5 separate regions of the Mus musculus genome follow, and all the other regions are linked to region 1. Evidence: chromatin contacts called from public HiChIP or PLAC-seq data. All regions are on one chromosome and are shown on one strand. Each heading gives the region's core, a stretch centred on a gene start, on an enhancer-like site or on the middle of the called end of the contact. The rest is flanking DNA. Distances are from core to core; before and after follow the strand shown. Region 1 overlaps Pde4d (phosphodiesterase 4D, cAMP specific). Region 2 overlaps Pde4d (phosphodiesterase 4D, cAMP specific). Region 3 overlaps Pde4d (phosphodiesterase 4D, cAMP specific). Region 4 overlaps Pde4d (phosphodiesterase 4D, cAMP specific). Region 5 overlaps Pde4d (phosphodiesterase 4D, cAMP specific).

The links. HiChIP or PLAC-seq counts read pairs in DNA pulled down with a chosen protein or histone mark.
Region 2: a FOXA1 HiChIP or PLAC-seq map of pancreatic cancer cells shows a contact between it and region 1. The contact joins two enhancer-like sites. A contact is called at or near these places in 9 of 115 datasets of contacts at active chromatin or transcription factors (T-cell acute lymphoblastic leukemia, acute myeloid leukemia, astrocytes and 5 more) and 1 of 9 other capture datasets (embryonic stem cells).
Region 3: a FOXA1 HiChIP or PLAC-seq map of pancreatic cancer cells shows a contact between it and region 1. The contact joins two enhancer-like sites.
Region 4: an H3K27ac HiChIP or PLAC-seq map of embryonic stem cells shows a contact between it and region 1, with 4 times the contacts expected there. The contact joins two enhancer-like sites. A contact is called at or near these places in 1 of 15 datasets of contacts at CTCF or cohesin (the NIH/3T3 cell line), 7 of 115 datasets of contacts at active chromatin or transcription factors (the NIH/3T3 cell line, acute myeloid leukemia, embryonic stem cells and 2 more) and 2 of 9 other capture datasets (embryonic stem cells and liver).
Region 5: a contact with region 1 is called in an HNF4G HiChIP or PLAC-seq map of pancreatic cancer cells. The contact joins two enhancer-like sites. A contact is called at or near these places in 4 of 15 datasets of contacts at CTCF or cohesin (the NIH/3T3 cell line, large pre-B cells and stem cell-derived epiblast-like cells), 43 of 484 Hi-C or Micro-C datasets (B cells, the C2C12 cell line, CD4 T cells and 28 more), 19 of 115 datasets of contacts at active chromatin or transcription factors (DN3 thymocytes, the HPC-7 cell line, T-cell acute lymphoblastic leukemia and 10 more) and 1 of 9 other capture datasets (embryonic stem cells).

What each region holds. Positions count from the first base shown.
Region 1 is chr13:109,228,080-109,230,760 of GRCm38.p6, reverse strand. All of the region lies in intron 3 of Pde4d (phosphodiesterase 4D, cAMP specific), which reads right to left. Among named protein-coding and RNA genes, the nearest start is that of Mir582, 95 kb to the left of the region's middle. Within about 2 kb of position 1,325, at least 151 of the 459 cell types and tissues checked have an H3K27ac peak or open chromatin away from gene starts, as enhancers often do. A contact at or near this core is called in the N1E-115 cell line, acute myeloid leukemia, embryonic stem cells and 2 more, where this site is marked.
Region 2 is chr13:109,692,919-109,695,599 of GRCm38.p6, reverse strand. The region is part of intron 3 of Pde4d (phosphodiesterase 4D, cAMP specific); the gene reads right to left. Among named protein-coding and RNA genes, the nearest start is that of Mir1904, 210 kb to the left of the region's middle. Within about 2 kb of position 1,314, at least 36 of the 459 cell types and tissues checked have an H3K27ac peak or open chromatin away from gene starts, as enhancers often do. A contact at or near this core is called in pancreatic cancer cells, where this site is marked.
Region 3 is chr13:108,818,751-108,821,431 of GRCm38.p6, reverse strand. The region is part of intron 1 of Pde4d (phosphodiesterase 4D, cAMP specific); the gene reads right to left. Among named protein-coding and RNA genes, the nearest start is that of Pde4d, 170 kb to the right of the region's middle. Within about 2 kb of position 1,376, at least 39 of the 459 cell types and tissues checked have an H3K27ac peak or open chromatin away from gene starts, as enhancers often do. A contact at or near this core is called in pancreatic cancer cells, where this site is marked.
Region 4 is chr13:109,631,250-109,633,930 of GRCm38.p6, reverse strand. The region is part of intron 3 of Pde4d (phosphodiesterase 4D, cAMP specific); the gene reads right to left. Among named protein-coding and RNA genes, the nearest start is that of Gm32703, 190 kb to the right of the region's middle. Within about 2 kb of position 1,305, at least 128 of the 459 cell types and tissues checked have an H3K27ac peak or open chromatin away from gene starts, as enhancers often do. A contact at or near this core is called in acute myeloid leukemia, embryonic stem cells and pancreatic cancer cells, where this site is marked.
Region 5 is chr13:109,501,668-109,504,348 of GRCm38.p6, reverse strand. The region is part of intron 3 of Pde4d (phosphodiesterase 4D, cAMP specific); the gene reads right to left. Among named protein-coding and RNA genes, the nearest start is that of Gm32703, 62 kb to the right of the region's middle. Within about 2 kb of position 1,343, at least 32 of the 459 cell types and tissues checked have an H3K27ac peak or open chromatin away from gene starts, as enhancers often do. A contact at or near this core is called in the N1E-115 cell line, pancreatic cancer cells and uterus, where this site is marked.

The DNA of each region.
Region 1 (2,681 bases), core at 76-2,575:
CTAGACAGTGACCCTTCGCTAAGCAAAGCTGAACTAATCTTGCTTAAACCAACTGGAGCCTCCGGTGGTCAGGAGGCAGCTGTGTCTCTGGGCGGCGGAAGGGGGGTTGGGGTGGGGCAGGGCAGGGCAGGGCAGGGTGGGGCAGGAGGGGGTGTAGCAGCTCTCAATAGCTGTGGAGTGACCATGGGGCTTCTTCTCACAGTGAGGGTAATGGGGATCTTCGCCAACTGTTACTAGACGCCAGGAAATAAAATTTCCACAGCCCACAAACAATAAAAACCTCAACTAGTTTTAATGTGGTAGCAGCCAGAAACCAAGCTTCCTGTTGTTGTTCAAGGCCCCAAAGTTCACATTTACCCCCAGGTGAGTCCGTCCTGTCTCCACTGCTGCCCTCCTCCTTTTAGGCAGCGAAACAGATCAACAGGTAACTCTGGACTATGTGTCTATCTGGGAGAGTTATCAATTGCAGAGTTACTGAAAATGACTTTATGAGAGTCCGTATGCAAATACGTGTGTTCAGCCATAAGTGAACTTCAAGGAAGTACGGACAGATGATAAAACTGAACAGGAAGAATTCTCAGAATGTGTCAAAGGATTTGCTCTACCTCAGGGTAAAATCGAAAAGGGCATCTCATTCCTTTTTTTCTTTTTTTTCTTGGTTGTGTGAAGTAGGAGAACCTGAAATGCAGGTTTCGATATTAAAATTAGTTAAGGAAATTGGTGACTTCGGGAGACTCAACAGTGGAAAGGGAAAATGAAGAGGAAATAATTACAGTTGACGTTAATTGGATGACTCATGACAAATAGAGAGAGCCCTTGGAACACAGTGCGCAAACAGCCAGTGCGGGTTAACTGCCGCTCACTGGGTTTGGTTTTGCTAGGGGGAAAAAAAATCACAAGGCTTCAGCACAGAAGAGGAAAAACTTTTTTTTTTTTTCCGATTGTCCAGAGAGACCACACATGTATTTGGCAACGGTGCATCAATGTCCGGCAACTCTAGCTAAGATGGTGAATGATTGCAGAGCTCGGGGGAATTCTGGGATTTACTTGGGGTGACAGCAGATCCCGAAGCTCATCGTCCCTGTTCTTCGCCTGACATATTATCCTTGTACTCTTATCTTTTTGACCCTTGTAAGTACAGACCTCAACCCTCTTCAAAGAGTCATCACTTAAAGGTACAGTGGAGACAAATAAAATTGTTCAATAAATAGTATCCGAAAGTAAGGTCTACGAAGAAGAAAATTTAAGGATTCAAGACTGAAGACTCTTGAACCACACGGAGTCCTTGCCCTTTGCCTCACCCATCTGAGGAAAAGGGCGTCAGGAACACACAAAATGTTTCTGGTTAGAATCAAAGCTCCTATCATGGAGCAGAGGTGACAATACTAACTAAAGACTACCATCTAGTGGCCATTTCGAAGAACTACATGAATTAACAAAGAAGGCCAACAATTCATGAAAACCTGTATTAGTGTTCTCCACTTTGTATCAAGGGAAACAATCGCTTAGAGATACCTAAATATGTGGTAAGTGTTTTTTATTATTAGAATCTAGTTGAAAGCCCATACTAGGTCACAAGACGGCTCAGATGCAGGCCCACAGTGTTGTCTTCATCAATCTGTTTATAACACTAGTGTAGGAATCTACTTACAATACAATATTGTTGCAATCTAAAACACCCTGTATGGAAAGGACAGAAATACAATAAATATGAGTTGTATTGTTATATATGTATTCAGTAATGTAAATGGAGAATTATGACTCTCTCTATTCGGTTGTTGACTCCCCCCTGATTTTCCCTGGACTACCGATTCACAGACTCCCAGAAGCACCGACTCCAATAGCCCCAGAGTCTGAATGACTACCTGGATTCATGAACTCTGCCTGTTTGAGCTTCAACTATTAACTTAACCCTAAAGTGAAGTCTTAGGTTCTCCAGTTCTCCCCATTACCAGAGACAGCTGCTTCGTCTCCTGAAATGCCAGCCTCACCCATGAGACAGGATGGTGAAGGTTAGAGTGAGAAGATTTAGTCAGATTAGGTGCCTGGTCTCCAGGGTGCTTTCAATTCTGACAAAATAGATATTGTTGCCATCAGTGACCCCTTCATTGATCTCAGCTACGTGCTTCAGCATCCTACCCACAGCAAGTTCTATGACACAGTCAAAGCTGGGAACAGACAGCTTTAAAAAGGGGGGGACCTCTAATGACTTCTTTTGTGATTGGGTTACCTCACTAAGGATGATGGAGTATTACTCAGCTATTAAAAACAATGAATTTATGAAATTCTTGGACAAATGGATGTATCTGGAGGATATCATCCTGAATGAGGTAACCCAATCACAAAAGAAGTCATTAGATGGGTATCATCGGGAGCCATCTTGGATCCGGGACTCCGCCGAAAGTAGTCTGCACAGGTGAGAGTGTGCACTACAGAAGCTAACAGCTTCTGGGACAGGCAGGAGCCACAGAGCTTCTGAGGCAGTCCCCTTTTCGGCTCCAGACATCTGGCCACCTTCCCGGCCAGAGGACAGGTGTCTGCCTGGCCCGGGAGAACTTTGTCTCAGCATCGGCGGGAGCCATCTTGGATCCGGGACTCCACCAAAAGTAGTCTGCACAGGTGAGAGTGTGGACTACAGAAGCTAACAGCTTCTGTGACAGGCCAAAGCAACACAGTTTCTG
Region 2 (2,681 bases), core at 65-2,564, 460 kb before region 1:
ACTAGTTCTCAAATGCCTATTTCACTTCAAAAGCACGTTTTAGAGTTTAAATGCTTTTATCCAACAAATTCATTTACTATGTAAGCCTTGCTATTGGTTCCAACAGCTATTCTTGATCTTACTTGACCAGAAATGTTAAAGACTAACAAAACGTTGACAGCGGCTAGCCGAAACTAGGGGTGTGGAGAAATAGATTATAGGTTCTGTTCTGTGGTCCCATTTATTTAAAAAGAGTTTATGGTTCTCCAAATTGGCCCAGTGCCAGAAAGGAAGAAAACAGTGCAATTTATAGTCTGACCAGAGCAGGAGGGTCAATGAGCTGAGTGACTCAGGAGGAACTAGCTAGCTCTCTAAGCGATGGAGCTATATCAAAGTCCACTCTTTATTTCTTACACATCTCTAGGGTCCACGGTTGAAGGACTGGATGCAAAATTTGCGGGGGTGGGGAGGAAGACTATTAAATAAGCAGAAAAGGGAAACATGTTTTCATATGCTTGAACTGTGGAGGACCGAAAAAGAAGGCTAAGTAACATGTTGCTGGCCACTTTTTGTTAATATCTCCAAGGAAAACCAGATATAACTGAAGTGTAGATAGTGAGGGAAAACAGACCATCACATCCAATAGCCAAAGCCACGGGGAAAGGTTAGCTGTAGACAGACCAGGGTTTTCCTGTAGCTGCGTGATTTTTCTAGCTCTGCAGCTTCAATTGTACCCAGTATGGTTGCTGTGATGAGACCAAGTCCAATGCCTGACAAGCCGGCTGAGCCAACTGAGCGGATGTTCAGTCTACTGTGGCTATCATCCTTATTTGGTCCTATTCAACTGCTCTAGTGGATTTAGGGACCACTGTCCCTAGCTGGCTGGTGATGCAGCCATAGATCAGGTCCCTTACATTTGGAGACAAAGTTGCAGCAGCAGCAGAAAAAAAAACAAAAAAACAAAAAAAACAAAAAAAAAAACAAAAACAGTCACAGCAGTAGAGGCTTATGACATGTAAGAATACCACTGGCTGCAAGATGACAGATTTTACAGTGAATTATTCTAAGTAAAATGGTATTATGTTAATTCCTTGACACAGAAGAATAAGTCCTGTGCCACATTGTAGTGGGGTGACATCATGGATACTTGAAATTATAATCTTCTGGATTCTACATATGCATGAATGTTTCTCATAAATTAATTACACAGAGCTGAATGACTCATCGGCGATATATTTTAAACTGGAGGAAAAATTAGGTACAATGGGGGCAGTCTTATCTAGGAGGTCTGAAAACAATCATGTACAGAAACTACATCTAATGAGACATTTAATGAGTCACATTGGTGTCATTTACAGTTTGGAAGGAATATTTTAAACTACAGAATGAAAAGAGGCTAGGAACACCAACTTTCAAATGCCAGCAAAGAGACGTTACTTATCTGTTTTCATACCCACTGATAACCAGGGGTGATGGGTTAATATTTAAACTAGGAGACTAGAATTAGGTATAAACAAAGGTTTCTAGTCTTGTGGGTTAAAAACACCAGGACTAGGATACAAGAGTGGAAGAAGAATGAGGAAAAAGGATGTGATTTTGAGGCCAGACTGGGCTATATAACAATTCAAGGACAGCCTAAATTACACAGTGAGATCTTATCTAAGAAAAGAAAAGTCAACAAAGCAACTTGACAACCAACCAAACTAAACCATCAGGAGTGTGTGTGAGCGCACACCACCCGTGTGTGTGTGTGTGTGTGTGTGTGTGTGTGTGTGTGTTCCACCTGTCTTCTAATTTCTTGTACTCTCTCAAGTGGAATAGAGACACAGGATGACTTTTACTCTGTGTGTGTGTGTCTGTCTGTCTGTCTGTCTGTTTGTCTGTGTGTATGTGTCTGTGTATGATGTGTGTGTGTATGTTCCACCTGTCTTCTAATTTCTTGTATTCTCTCAAGTGGAATAGAGACACACGATGACTTTTACTGTGTGTGTCTGTGTCTGTGTGTGTCTGTGTCTGTGTGTGTCTGTGTCTGTGTGTGTGTCTGTGTGTGTGTGTGTGTGTGTGTGTGTGTGTTGTGACTTCTAACGCAAGCACTCCCGTGTCAGCAGTGTGATTAAACAGAATAGGCTGCCAGGAGGGTAGAAGGCGGTTTCTGATCTAGATGGGGCCTCTCTGGAACGCTTCCTAATCTTTGGTCATCCTTTCCCAGCTCTTCCACTGACATCTTCCCCTTGTATTTTGGTACTTTTTTATTCTAAAGAACAGCTTAACCTCTGGGTTCCTTCTCACATTCACAGCCTCCCCCGGTAGCCTCGATGCTCCTAGGAGACCAATCACTATAAACTACTTAGAATTTATGTTTCCCCTGCTGTGCTAAGAAATTGTACCCACAAGTCCAGCAGTTCTCCCTAATCTTTATTCTTTCGGAACACTTCCTAGTTCATGCCAAACCAGACTGCACAGAGAGGCACTTACTTGGACACCAGAGGCATATCTCAGGCACTGCCTCAGTTATTAACATTTAACTGCTGTTCATCATAGATCCTTATCTTTTGTGGTCACATGAGGTCTCAGTCCTTCCCAGAATCCCTTATCCCTGAAGAGAGAGATTATTTTTTCGTTTACATTTGTTTATTTAGGGTGTGTGTGATTGTGAACGCTATAGTATGCATATGGAGGTCAGAGAACAAGTCTGTCTCTTC
Region 3 (2,681 bases), core at 127-2,626, 410 kb after region 1:
TGAAGGCTGTTACAGACCTTCGCTGGGGCTGAACCATGACTTAGAGACAGGAAAGAATTTCAAGATTACTAGCGTACGAAACAGAGTATGCTGGAGATTTTATTAAAAATATTTTCATGTAGGCTTAGCGTCAGAGTTAAGGAGGGGGGAAAAAAGAAAGGGGGTCATTCTGGATGAAGATACCCCCAAGAACAAGTGAGCAATCTCTGATAGAGTTGCCTATCTGTGTGGATCTGGACATCTTAAAGAAGAGTCACAATTACTTATCTTAGCCCTAGCTGTATGTACCATGTTGGTAACTCTGCAAATGCCTTGGACAGAATTATAATCTGATAAAGTCAAAGAAGCCACTAGGATTGTACACTGGGCTTAATACAATGCCTTTTCCTGTAAATGGGGTTTCACGTGAAACTCCTAAGCAATTCCGGGTTTATTTCTGGGAAGGGCAAGAGGCCTTAGGCAGCTGTTGATTATGGGGGAATTTTTCCTTACCTGCTGGCAAGAAGCCTCAGTATTCACTGCCCCAAGGATCTTGCCCTCTTCCTAGGTTTCCAGCATCAAAGGTTTCTCTTTTCCCCATGTCCCAATTTTTTTCCTTACCTTTTATATAGCCTCACTATAAGCAGCATTAAAAATCCTTTCCATGTTTTTGATACGGCTAAATATACTGCCTGCTACCAGCTGAGGAGAGAGTATAGCACAGGCTTGGTGAATTAGAGCACTGTCTGAACAACCTGCCACCAGTTAGCACAGTGAAGGGCACATGACCCAGGAGCGATCAATCAGTTTCTTTGCTGAGGTTTATAAGTGGAGCTGCTAAAACAGTCAAAGCCTCTGTTCTTTTCTGAAGGCTACCTACCAACTGTAAGCAAAGGGGCTACTACTCACTTAAAGAGTCTGTTATTTGCAGGGCAACCAGCTATAAGCAAAGAGGTGACTACTACTCAGTAAAAGGGTCTGCTGTTTGGAGGGCTACCAACTGTAAGCAAATAATATGTAGACCTGGTTTCCAGTGGAAGTGCTTTTCCTAGCTTCATGGAAAAAAGATTACCCAACAGTAATGCTAATACAGAGGGCAGGTGGAGGGAGGGAGAAAGACTCAAGGGGCACAGGGGCCATTCTAAAGGAGATCTGATTTAAAAGAAGGCATGTAAGCCCCCAAAGACTTCAGCATAGGAACTAATGCTCACTCCAAGATGTGTGAGCACACAAAGTCATTTCTTGATGCAGCTGTCACTGTAGGACCTGCTACTCTCAGCATGATTTATTATATGTCAATATTGACCTGACATTTTTACAAATGAAACCATTCTTGCCCCTAGATTTTAATTTCAGGGTAGGGCAACCGCAATGCTTTGGTCGTGACTGAAGGAAGGGAAGTCCTATGATTCAGCCCTTTGCAGAGCGTCTGACTCATCTGGTGACTGGGGCTAGAGATGGCAGCATTCAACATTAGCCTTTTTCATCGCGGTTGGAAGTGCTGTTAAGGGGCATCTGATTCCTGATATGTGCACAATAAGAACACACAAAGCAAAGGAAAACAAACGGGGAAAACAGAAAATCCCATTAGGCTGACCATATGGGGAGCCTTGGAGCAAAGGTTAAGATTACTTGCAATGCGCAAGAACAGAAAAGGCAAGTAAATGGGAAAAAATTTTATACTTTCTTTCTACAAGTTGTATGGCTTCAAAGAAATCGATTCAATATATAGATCTACCCTTCAACATACCTCTCAACAAATTTTAATTACAAAAGTGAACTGAGGAGCCCTTAGAATTGCTTTTGCATTGGAGATTCTATTTGAAAGGGAAATAAGTGTGTTTCAGTCGTAAATATTGCTAGTCGGTTAAAATACGATGCCCCCCCCCCAAATAATTTTATTCCCAAGTTTTAAGGGATATTTCTGTTATTTAGTTCTTTCAATGTGCTCTTCTTACAGCTCAAAGCAGCAACATTAATGTACAGCTCAACGTAGCATCATTAAGAATTTGCTAGAATACCAAGAAGAACCTCCAACCTTTCTCCATGGTATGATAGCCAGTGGGAGCCTGGGCCTAGTGAGGTTTTCCTTGACTATCTTCCAAGCCTGAAGCCTAAGAGACACAAAAATTTATCAGATCTGATCTACTCATATTCCATATTTCTCTTTTTTAAAGGGGATGGCTTAGGTTTCTGTGACTTGCAACTAGCTGTGTTTTAATTAATAGACACATTTCGAGTGAACAAAGATCTTTAATGGATTAAGTAGATTTCACAACCATACATTTAATAATACAACAATAATATATATTTTCAGTATAATATAGATAACTATCACATTTAATGCCATGCCTAGGAGAAAGAGGTTTCTCAAGAAGATGACAAGGTAAATATTGTGTTAGTAGTGTCTTAGTTAGTTAGTTAGTTAGGGTTACTATTGCTGTGATGAAGCACTATAACCGAAAGCAGCTTGGGGAGGAAAGGGTTTATTCAGTTTACACTTCCACATCACACTTTATTGTCAAAGAAAGTCAAAACAGAAATTCAAGCAGGGCAGGAACCTGGAGACAGGAGCTAATGTGGGGGCCACAGAGGAGTACTGCTTGTTGCCTTGCTCCTTACGGCTTGTTCATGAGTTTCTTATAGAACCCATGACCATGAGTCCAGGGAAAGCACCACCCCCAATGAGCTGGGCCCTCTCC
Region 4 (2,681 bases), core at 56-2,555, 400 kb before region 1:
TCCTTCATGCACACTTGCCACAGGCGCTGGCTTGCCAACGTTCACCAAATGTCTTAATAAATTAATACCATCATGACGGACGCTAGCTGTTTTCATTAAAAAAAAAATCTAGGGTGAAAGTTTTCTCTCTGGTTTTCAACAAATAAAATCATTAATGTTTTAATCCAAATTTAAAATGTTTTCTCTGTAGACAACATAGAACGTAATTTAACTAAAAACAAAAACAAAATAGTGTGTATTTCTGTATAAGTTTCTAACTTTGTTGGTAGCTGACCTAAATAACAAAGACCCATTCTTAAGATTATGCAAACCATTTCCCTTTTATTTACTGTGGCTGCATCAGCTCCCAGCAGCAGTACAGCCAGGTATTTGGTTAACATTAACTAGCCTTTGCTGTGAAACAAAGTTGACAATATGTAGTAGGCATGTGGTTGAGAGTTGTTATGTGACTTCCAGAGAACTCACTAGAAATGCAATACGCCTTACACCTTAACTTCGAAATTACGGTATCTCATTCTTTGAGACAAACTTTAAAGTGAGTCACCCAGTGGGTCACGGAGTTAGCTTCAGCTTTGCAATGTGGGTTTTGCCCTGTGAATAACAGCCCTGTAGTTTGCTATTGTTTGCTGGGCGAATTAAATCAGCAGCTGTTCTGAGTAGTTAAAAGACTTAGCTTACAGTTTAGCAAGCTTGTTTTCCAAGACAGGAATTGATTAGGCAAATGAATACATCCACCCCCCACACACCCCACCCCCCAATCCCAGAACTGTAACTAACTGACAAGCTTTGTCAAGTTTACCTTTCAACTCTCAGAATGGGCTCTGAGAGTTGGGCAACTTCCTGCGACCTCAGGAGGTCCCCACAAACCCAGGACTATTTCAAATGCTTACAATAGCCCAGGAGCTGAGCCGGACATTAACCCAACCATGTGAATGAAGGAGATTCCCTCAAAGTTTTACTTGTAAGGGACCTACAGCAGATAAAAAGGCCTCCCTTGCTACCAAAAGGAAATTGCCATACCTGTAGGACTTTGAGAAACGCAATCTTGTTCTAGTTCTTGGAGATGGTCCTGGCACTGCGACTCCCAGGGGATCCCAGACAAAAGCCATTTGTAAAGAGAGTGCTAAGAGATCCACAGGAACAGCAGAATGTCAGAGCAGATACTGGACCCTGGGGCGGGAAGGCCCTTCAGGCTGCAAGAGGCACTTGTGGCTGAATGAGGGCATTTCTTCAGTGTGGTGGTATGTGCTGACAGAGAGGTGGCAGGCTGGCTGAGGCAGGGCTGGAAAGGGTGGCCAGCACTTCCTGCTGCGTGACACTTGCCCTTTGCGACAGCGCTTGCTTCACCTAGACAGTCTCTTGTTAGTGTGAGAAACAACTCCCTTGAAACTGCTTTTAAATATAGCCCAGCTTAAACAGCAGGGCCACATGCCACTCCTGAAAAGCATAGCCCCCACCCCACCCCCCACAGACATGCAGATGCACAGACTGGGAGGTGTGGTTCAATGGGTCAACTTACTCTTAGTGTGAATGTTAAACAGTAGTGACCTGTAGTGAAAGGGAAAATTACACATGGACCCAGGACTGGGAAACTTGACAGGAGTATTAAATTTCAACTCTGGCTATCCAAATAATTTTTTCTTATTCTAAATTCTCTTAGATACATGTATGAATGTCGTTATTAGAAAACCTTGTAAAAAAAAAACTTAGTAATTGTTAAAAACAAAACAAAACAAACAAAAAAAACCCCTCTCCTCCCTGCCAGTCAGTGTGAGATGAAAACAGGCAGATCACTTTCAGAACTCCTGGCAACCTTTCCCTCAAAGGGATGTCACTGTGTCACCTTGCAGAGTGAGTTATAAGGAGTGACTTTGACAGCAGAGATCAATGTCTTGTCCCGTTCTTCGCTCTTGAACAGATCCCTTAAAACGTCCTTCTTTCAAGTCACATAAAGGCTGAGAGATCCACAGAGCTCAGTTGTGTGGTCTCAGAGTTCAGCGCGCGCGGCAGGGAGACATATATTTCAAGGTGTCCTCAAGGACTCAAGGCACCCTGGTGTCGTCATCACTTCTCAGGAGTCAGTGGTATTTAATGCTGACAACACAGCCTAATTCCATCACTCCCTGCCCAAGCACTGGCCTGCTTGTGACCTCCATTGTAAACCAAGGCAGGGCTCTACACATCCAGGATAAGATTAGAGAAGCTTGGAGAAACCCTAAAAAAGATGTTAACCCCCTCTGAACTGGACAAAATTGACTAATCGCCCTAAGGGACCATCTCCATGCCTACCAGGGTTAAAGACCCTTAACATTCTTTTTTTTTTTTTTTTCCTGGCTCCGATCCCAGCCTCACTAGGCTTAAGATTTATTTATTTTATGTATGTGAGTACAATGTCACTCTCTTCAGACACACCAGAAAGGGCATCAGATCTCATTCTAGATGGTTGTAAGCCACCACGTGTTTGCTGGGATTTGAACTCAGAACCTCTGGAAGAGCAGTCAGTGTTCAGTGCTCTTAACTGCTGAGCCATCTCTCCAGCCCCTCCCCCCCCATGCTCTCGTGATTTGGGGGGGCATTAAAATGTTAAACAAGCTGAGCATCGGGCACAGTGAGGGGAGGGGTTTCTGAAAAAGCTACATGCTTTGGAGATGTGCAATACAGAAGGTTTTTGCCAGTTGTGT
Region 5 (2,681 bases), core at 94-2,593, 270 kb before region 1:
AATAGTCAATAGGTTTTTTTCCCCCCTCTGTATTTAGCAGAAAGTGTTGTTTTGTTTTCAATCCAGGTTCACAACACTAAATAATTATTGTGTTACTGTATTTGTTTACTAATCTAAGTTACTATTTCTCTAGCCTTCATTTAGAGTCCAGGCTACTAACGGCTTCAAGTATCAACACAAGTCACCTTACTCTGAGTTCTCCACTAGCTAAACAGAAGAGCCCTGGTGCTGCTGTGCATGGGTAAGCACTCAACTCTATATCCTTTCTCTCTCTCCCTCTCTCCCTCTCTTTCCCTCTCTCCCTCTCTCTCTCCCTCTCTCCCTCTCTCTTTTTTTCTGGACTCAGCTTTCATACACCAAACATCCCAAATCACTTAACTTCCAGGTTAATTCTGGAAGAGTTACCTGTCCCAGTGCCATCCCTAATACGTCATCCTTCCACCTGGACAGTTATACTTCTATAGTTTTACTTCACATATACTTTTACTTGTGTGTGACTATGGTGTTTGTATACCTATATACAAGTGTGCTTATAGGTGGGTGTGCGTGGAAAGACCATAAGTGTATACTTATATTGGATCCTGTGGCATTACCATTTCTTTGCTGCAGAAAAACTTGATGCACATGCCTTCCCCCAATTATATACAATGTAAGTGATTTTAAGGTCTTAGGTATTTGCTAGCCAGTCAAACTTTGTTGACTATTGATGAGTGCTAAGAAATGAAGGTGGTAGCTGTTGTGAATTGAGAAGATAAAAAGGTTTTAACATTAATTTATATTCCAGATAAGGAGCATCTTGAATGAAACAGAGTACTGAGTTAGGAACTAGCCTTCATTGAGATGAAAAGAAATGGAAACTCGGCTTCAGAAGATCCTGAGTACTGCATGATCTCCCAAATTCACAAACTTCAAGATGTAATATGTTGCAAATAGAAGTCAAATAAAATAAACATGATGATCAGTTCAGTTTTGTAAAGAAAACAAACAAACAAACAAATCAGAAACTGTGGCTCCTGAGTGTGGTTCCAGAATGCAGAAGGCTGAGAGAGAAGGTGAATCATTGCTATGTATCCAGGGCTAGCCTGTGCTACAGGGTAAGACATTGTCTCAAGAGGCAAAAGAATCAATCCATTGAATGGCTATCACATACGTGATAATAATAACTCCATTTGTTCATGAACTCAGATTATGAAGAAATGTGAGGAAATTAACCTTAAGGCATGTTTATTTGAGGGGCAGACTTCAAGCGAGCATTGTGACTCACGGTAAACACTTGTATGTAAGCCATGGCGTCAGAGTGCACTTTGTTCTCCCATAAACTCGAGACTTAGAGACTGTTGCTAGCCACACACAAACAGCTCCACCGCGAACTGCTTTACAGACATGATAACCCCATAGCTGGGAAGGGCGATCTCCCAGTGCCAGGTGACTTCTGGGTATGTGTCAGATGTTTAAGCTGAACATTAACTAAATTATTTGGGTCACCAGAGTAACCCTTAGTGTACTGAAGCTGTACTTTAAAGAAACCATATGCTTGTTAAGAGAGGCAGAAAAAGTTGAAAGCAATTCTTACTTTACACATGTTATCATGTGTTGGGGCTTTAGCTTCTTACATATCATATTTACCGTCCTCAGGATGATCTTGAAATACCTGTGGGTCCCACAGCCTTGGGCCAGGGAACTTCCTCATGGTACAGATGGGGGTTCTACTATTACAGGGGGTTGATTTTAGTCAGCTTGTGTAGGGATTCCCCCCCACGACCCCCAGGACAGAAACAGTTAGGGGTAGGACAACATTGACTTTCCAAGGTTCCTAGGAATGATCGTTTAAAGAAACTTTTTGGCCTTAAAACAGAACATCTGTCAGGAGCCTTTCCTCCGTCCCTGGCTGAAGAGCTGATAATTAAATCAGCCCTAAAAGTAAAATATATAAATTGGGTAATTGGCTTTAGAAATGTTAAGTCAGGGACTTGGCCAGAGGAACTCTTTCCTCCCCCCACCTCCCCACCAACCCTGCGTATCCACTTCAATGAGCTGGCATTTTGAATATTGATATATGCTTCCTTTTATAAAGAACAAGCTTAGAGTCACAAACATTTGTATTTCCCAGAAAGAAGCCACAGCTTGCATCGACTTGCTTACAAGGCTGATCAACTGAACACAACTTTAACATTTGTGGAAGGACAGTGCATTCAGGGCTGCATTTAAGGCCCTGTAATAGCAGCTCCTCGGCCACATCCTTCTTACCTAACACCTGCCGACCATTAGGTGAAAGCTTTGAATGTATTCATAGACGAGCTTCCATGAGACCAAATGCTAAGACGGTCATTAGATCTGTCACAGAGGTCTCCCTGACTGTGCTGTAAGCCACCACCTAACCTGATGTTTCCACCAATGTATTTAAAGTGTCCTGATTTAAGGCTTTCTTTGTTCCATTACTATAAAATCCTAATAAAATTGTTGCCACATTTTAACTCGGAACTTGGGCTAATTTGGGCTCCAGAACAACTGACTTCTCCCCACTTTGAAGAGAAAGCCGTTTCTCACAACACCACTTAAGTGCTGTCTAAAGAAGGAAACAGAACTCGCTGCATCACAAACTACAGTGAGACAATGAAGAGCTGATGGCCAATCTCAGTATTGAAACAGTTCTGCTAAAGCCCACACGTCTCTAGATGTTT